2 separate regions of the Sus scrofa genome follow, and region 2 is linked to region 1. The links are chromatin contacts, called in public HiChIP or PLAC-seq maps. All regions are on one chromosome and are shown on one strand. Each heading gives the region's core, a stretch centred on a gene start, on an enhancer-like site or on the middle of the called end of the contact. The rest is flanking DNA. Distances are from core to core; before and after follow the strand shown.

Region 1 (3,363 bases), core at 400-2,899:
GAGGGTAGGAAGTGGAATTATAGACGAGGAAACAGAGGTTCTGCAAAATCAAGTAACTTGGCCTGGCAAGAGGCAAAAGCAGATCCTTTTTCAGGCAATCCAAGTGGTAACTGATGTCCTCTGAAACATCAAGAAATTTTTAAAAATTTAAAACACAAACCTATTAAAAGTAACAATTTGGTGCATGTGATGTTTTGGTTTCTTTTGTGTCTCTTTAGGAAGTCCATTAGCCTTCTTTATCTCAGTAACTAGGAGGTAAAATCTCTTACAATGTGGACTTTAAAAGTTCTTTCCTAGTTTAAAAAAAAAGAGACACACACAGAGAAACAAAATGCTTCTGTCTCTCCTCTTTGGCTCCAATAGTCTGTATAAATAGCCTTTGAAAAATAAGTCATAATCACTTCTTCACACCAAGACCAGACACCTGATTCAGAAACTCTCCCTGGGGTAAGTGTGTGTGTGTGTGTGTGTGTGTTGGAATAACACACCCACAGTGCTTTCCCGATTCAAGAGAAATGATCTCACTGTCCAATTGTTACCTGCCTAATGCCTTAATCAAAAGGTGGGAAAAGTCTGCGGTTTTACCCCTGGTGTGATCCTCAGCCCTCACTGTTCTTATTTTAGGCATGACCTTAGTGTTTTTTCCAGAGTCCAGAGGTGGAATGACATGTTACTCAAGTTTACAAGATGATGATGTATCTGCTTTTATATTTAGCTGTAAATTTTATTCTACTCATAAACAAACCCACCTTCGGTAACCACGGTGCATCAAGGGACAGTTATTTCCATTCCCCTTGGTTTAATTTGGATACATTTGGCCTAGAACAGCACAGTGTTTCCATAATAACATCTGAACAGGATGCTGTGTTGATCTGCAGGGCTCAGGGAGTTTCAGCATGGGCCAGGAAACTACTTTCTTAAAAGGAACTTAAACATCAAATTCTGACAAGGTAGGAAACTCTTACTAGTCTCCTTACTAAACTCTCTTTTTTCCTTCCTGCAGTCTTGTTAATTGTTATATCTCTTGGTGATTATTAAACACATATGGATGGAATATTTAATCTTAGGTTCATGTGCAGAGTTAAGTAACTCAAATTCAGGTGGAAAAAATATTTTAAGGGATTTGTTTAATCAAGCATATACAAATTAAAAAATTTCTTCCCAGCACAACATGTTATAACTTTTAGAGTGGAACTTCATGGTATTTCACAAGGAAGCAAAAAAGGAAGGGGAATTTATTCAGGCAGACGGACAATAGTAACCTTTCATTAAATGAGACAGAGTTCAATACCAAACCCTGGCTTCTGTGTTTATTGAACTAAACACACCACCAGCTATGTCCCTTCTCTTTTACAGACCAGACCGCTTTAAAAATATTGGTCCAAAAAACCCTAAACTGTTTAATTTATAAGATATAACCCAACAGTATAATATCTGCAAGATTGCTTTATGTATTTTTTATAAATCCTTAAAATCCTAATGGCTTCAGGTAATTAGGATCTTTGCTCTTTTGATGGTTAAATATGTGACGACTGAGTTGTCTGGCTTGGTCTCAGGACAAGAGAAGGGTGGGTTTGGGTTCTGTGCCCAGGATGGGCTCCCTGGTTTCCAGCGTAAAAAGAAGGCCCCGCCCTTCCTCTGCCCCCTCCCACTCACACACCCCCTCCCTGGGATGATTCATAGTGTCCACATGGAAATGAAGAGGACCCATCTGTCACCAGTGTTGTCATTTGTGAATAAAAAGCCTTTATGGCTGCAAAGCCCATTAACGCCCTCAGAAATCTCTGTTTAAGCAATTATGGTGATCCTCAACACATCTAGGAAGGAGGAAGTAATTTCCACCCCTGCTATGCAGAAGGATATTCATAAAGCTCACGTGCCGAAGGTCATACCCATTCCTCATTAGAGTTGGGCCATCATTCTTAACAGCTTTGCTTTAAAATACATAAACATATATAATATGAATGTGGGTGCATGTTTATCTGATAAACAAAACTGATATAACTAAAACTTGCAGTTTTGACCATTTTTTTTTTTTTTTGTCTTTTTGCCTTTTCTAGGGCGGGCTCCCACGGCATAGGGAGGTTCCCAGGCTAGGGGTCTAAACGGAGCTGTAGCTGCCGGCCTACACCACAGCCACAGCAACGTGGGATCCGAGCCGCCTCTGCGACCTCCACCACAGCTCACGGCAACGCCAGATCCTTAACCCACTGAGCAAGGCCAGGGACTGAACCCGCAACCTCATGGTTCCTAGTCGGATTCGTTAACCACTGAGCCACCACAGGAACTCCTGACCATTTTTAAGTGCATCTTAAGTTCAGTGACATTAAGCACATTCACAATGTTGTATAGCCATGCTCACCATCCATGCCCAGAACTTTTCTGTCATTCCGAACTGAGACGCTGTACTCATTAAACAGCAACTGCCCTGTTGCCTCCCACCTACCTGCCACCCTCCAGGCCCCGGTAACCACTATTTTGTCTTCTGTTTCTATGAATTTGACTTCTCTTTGTATATCGTGTAAGTGGAATCGTACAATAATTGTCCTTTTATGTCTGGCTTATTTCACTTAGTGTAACATTTTCAAGGTTCATCCATATTGTAGCAGGTGTGGGAATTTTATTTCTTAAGGCTGAAGAGCTTTCTATCCAATTCAAAAAATCCACTTTCTCACAAGATTGGTTATCATGTCCCCCAGCCAACAGAAACAGCAAATATAGTTCATTAGGACTGAGTTGGCAGAGGAGACCTGCAGATTGTTTTAAAATTGATTTTCAAAGTCTGACTGCTGGGAGTTCCCGTTGTAGCTCAGCGTTCACGAACCCGACTGGTATCTGTGAGGACAAAGATTCTGTCCTTGGCCTTGCCAGTGGGTTAAGGATCTGGCATTGCTATGAGCTGTGGTGTAGGTCACAGATGCAACTTGGATCCTGCATTGCTCTGGCTGTGACATAGGTCAGCAGCTGCAGCTCTGATTGGACCCTTAGCCAGGGAACTTCCATATGCCACGGGTATGGCCCTAAAAACAAAACAAAACAAAACAAAACAAATCTGATTGTCAGGAAGAAGTTAAAAATGCTATTAAGACTGGCTCAGGAACTGAAAAGCACAGCCCTCTGAGGCACCTCTGTGTGGGGCAGACAGTAATGAAGATCTCAGCTGCCCTTGAGGTTATCAGCGGGTTGTAAGCCTCGGACAGTCTTACTTTTTCCTAAGGATGTTGCTGAGTCATCAAGACAGGCCTGTTTTCCATAGGAAGAGTTGAAGAGTTCAGAGAAAGCGGGTAATAAGTTTCAGAAATATCTTCATTCCAAATGGTCAAAAAAAAGGTGTTTTTTTTTTTTTTTTAAAGTTTAGGCTTC
Region 2 (3,363 bases), core at 344-2,843, 130 kb after region 1:
CATTTTATGAAGTAACCCCAGGCGAAGGGTTTCCATGAGATAAGCCATCTCGTGAGATACAGACATACCGGTGACACTCTGAGGGCCCCCGGTCTGCTCTCCTGGTACCGTGTTGGATGGAGGGCAGTGTTGGAGCTTCTGCTTAGGACAAGGCATCGTGAGCTGTCTGGTCCCAGCTTCCACCCTGGCTGGCATTTTCCTTCTCCAGGATCCAGTTTCACTGCTTAAAACATAGAGGGACTTGGCCCCTAACCCATCTTCTTGCATCTTGGTTTTTCTAGATAGAGGACACCTAACCCCAATCAGTTTCTTAATTTCTCAGGGGGGAAAAAAAAAAAAAAAAAAAAAAAAAACCTGTCAGACCCATGAGTAACTTAATTGTTGATTTGTACGAAAGCTTTCTTATTTAGCTCCAGGATCGCTGTCTACAATGTGAAGGAGGGTGGCCCCTGGCTTGAGTTGTTGCTGTGCCTTTTTCTCACTGAGCAGCCAGCTCAGAGGACAGAAGGTGGAGAAGAATGGAAGAAAGAGACCCCGTGGTTTACTCCTCCAGCCTGGAGCTGCTTCTGGGCAAACGCTTTGACCTGCATCTCTGGTGGCCCAAGAAATGGGGAAATCGGGGCTCTGGGCACAGAGCCCATTGAGGTTATGAAGTCCACTGGTTTGCAGTTACTGAACAGAACAGCAGAGCCCCTCCACCACCACCACCCCGCCTCCCGCAAAAAGAATTAGGACTTGGAAAGGGATTCCCAGGCCTTGGAAAGAAGCCTACATTTCTGAGTGTCAGGTGGACATGCTCAGGTCTGGGCAAGGTGGGGGAGACCCAGCTCCGGGCATTTGGGTAGAGCTTACTGATGTTCTAAGGCAGGGCATCTCCGCAGGGCTGAGTTTGCCTCCCAGGGGACAGTGGCAAGGTCTGGAGACATTTTTGTTGTCCCTTCTCCGCTGGGGTTTCTATTGAACATCCCACGAAGCCCTCCCAGTGAAGATGTATCTGGCCCCGCAAGCCAGTGTTCTAAGTCCTGAAGCCCCGTCTTATTCTGTAGGTTGAAACCACTGGGCTGAGGTGGATGGGAAAGTATTTGCAATTTTCCCCCCAAGGGACAATCCCCGGCTGCTGGAGGGAGGCTTTGTGTTAACTCTTGCTCCCTTCGCTTCTTTGTCCCTTCCTGTCTTCTGCCCCCTCAGCCTTTTATTTTTCCCCTCAACAGACTTCATTCGGGGCCAAAATGGTTTCTGGTCTTACTTGGGGAATACCCTTGGGCAAGGCAAGCAGTGAGAACAGGAACTCCAAGAAGGCCAAGTGCTTCTTACCTTGGTCACACCAGTGGTCCACATTGGGGTCCTGGAAGAACTCAGGTGATGAGCCTGGGAGGTGCAAAGAGAACATTGGAGGGGGGTGGGCAGAAGAGAGAGAGTGTGACAAGCACACTAGGGATAGAAAGAAGGAGAGGGTTCCAGGTGACCCAGGCAAGCCCTCCTCTCTTTCCCACTGCCTGCCCCCATTTCTCGTCTCCCCCCTCACCTACACGCCTTTCCCTCTCTGCATCTCAGCCACTATCCTCGTCCTCTCTCTCCACGCCAATAGGGGGCAGCAGAGAGCAGAATGCTGAACCTACAGGTGACAAACTCAATCTCTGAGCCATCCCCTCTCCTAGACTCCAGGGAGCCCTGCAGCTTCCATCCCAGCAGGTTGGCTCTCTGAGACCTTCCTCTTCCACCAGTGTCTCTCCTCACCGTCAGAGCCCCAGAGGTGGCTCCCCAGCTCCGTGCACCACACATCCCACAGCAACCTGACTCATGAATTGTGTCTGGCTTCCGGACTCATCTGATACTGACTTTCTGTATGGTTTCTCAACCTTTCCAATGAGGATATTTTGCCTCTTCAAGTTGGCCACCCATTCCTTGAGGCAGAAGGTTTGCTCTGCCCCTGCTGTTTCCCCCAGGCCCCAGAACAGAGCCAGTCAGGGTCTGTGTTCAGTTCAGTTCTGTTGATGGATGGAGAGAGTGCTGTTATCTGCTCCTTCCCACAGCACCCCCTCTGAAGGATCTTTATATGTTATCTCACAGCATTCTCACTCCAGCCATTGTAGCCGATGTCATTCCCCTGATTTTATAGATGCACAAACTGAGGCTCAAAGGGATTAGACATCTCTGCCAAGTTCTAAAGGCTCTGACATAGTAGACTCGGAAATCTACTAAAAGCCACGCTTCTGCCCCAGCCCCAGACAGTCCTGAGATTCCTACAGTAGATAATGAGTCCATCTTCCATGAGCAAAGCCCTCTCTTTATGGATTGAGTTTAAATTGTTTTGATTTCAGTTTATGTATGTATTCATCCCATAAATGCTTACATACTTCTACCCCGTGCCAGGCACTGTTGGAACCTGGGAAGACACAGATGGATGAGATACAGGTGCTGCCCTTGAGGAGAAGAGGCAGATGTGTAGCAGAGAGCTCAACAGCAGGCAGAGATGGGCAGAGCAAGAAAGGAGTGTGATGGGGAGGTGACAGGGCTTGGCCAAGAAAGGCTTTGCAGATGAGATGGTGTTTGAGCAGAGTCCTGAGAGGCACGAGGAGGGTGTGTGAGCTGGGATCAGCTGGAGGTATGAGGTTCCAGGCCGATGCTGCCAATAGGACATGGAGTTTAAGGCGTGGGGTGAGCATGGGGAGAGGTAGGGCTGGAAATGTGGGTTGGGGCCAGTTCACCCTGTGGACAACAGGAAACCACTCAGGGCACTGGAATGAGAGAGAAGGATGCAATTGCTTTGTTGTTTAAGAGGCACCCCCTCGAAGGGGTGCCAAGGGCAGGCTGAAGGTCCCTGTGAGTTGGGAAGATCAGCAGCAGCGCAGTGGGGTTAAGGGAGCTGCAGCACTGACTGGAAAGAGGAGCCATCCATAGAGAAGGCAGTGATGGCGTGTTGGTGGGTAGGGAAGAAGTTGAGATCACTTGTGTCTTTCCGGCTATGTTGTAGGCTGTCAAGGCTGCTGGTTGGGTTTTTAGAGGCAGATTTGGGGAAAGCTTTATGTGTTCCCTTTGGGGGTGTGTTGGGTTTGAAGCACCTGAGTTATACTGGATATATTTGATTCAAAGTTAGGATTGGAGGCTCATAAAAGATTTATGAGCCATCAGCCTAAACGCCCCTTAGCAAGGTTGTCGCTGAAGTCAGGGAGGGCATGAGGTTTCTACTCCTTGGGGAGACATGTGGCCATTTCCATTAATCTATGCCTTTGTGTGGAATAATAGGGCATCATCTTTGTCCCTAAACTAAACTTTGTGCCTTAACTTCAGTAGCCCAGAGTTGGAAGATTCAAGTATGTGATGAATAAGTGATTTTTATCCTTTCTGTACCACTAAGAGTTC

The links. HiChIP or PLAC-seq counts read pairs in DNA pulled down with a chosen protein or histone mark.
Region 2: an H3K27ac HiChIP or PLAC-seq map of alveolar macrophages shows a contact between it and region 1. The contact joins two enhancer-like sites. A contact is called at or near these places in 6 of 47 Hi-C or Micro-C datasets (alveolar macrophages, blood, fibroblasts and 2 more) and 2 of 2 datasets of contacts at active chromatin or transcription factors (alveolar macrophages and skeletal muscle).

What each region holds. Positions count from the first base shown.
Region 1 is chr1:158,353,257-158,356,619 of Sscrofa11.1, forward strand. The region is part of intron 1 of BCL2 (apoptosis regulator Bcl-2); the gene reads left to right. Among named protein-coding and RNA genes, the nearest start is that of BCL2, 18 kb to the left of the region's middle. Within about 2 kb of position 1,650, at least 5 of the 83 cell types and tissues checked have an H3K27ac peak or open chromatin away from gene starts, as enhancers often do. A contact at or near this core is called in alveolar macrophages, where this site is marked.
Region 2 is chr1:158,487,623-158,490,985 of Sscrofa11.1, forward strand. All of the region lies in intron 1 of BCL2 (apoptosis regulator Bcl-2), which reads left to right. Among named protein-coding and RNA genes, the nearest start is that of BCL2, 150 kb to the left of the region's middle. Within about 2 kb of position 1,594, at least 6 of the 83 cell types and tissues checked have an H3K27ac peak or open chromatin away from gene starts, as enhancers often do. A contact at or near this core is called in alveolar macrophages, where this site is marked.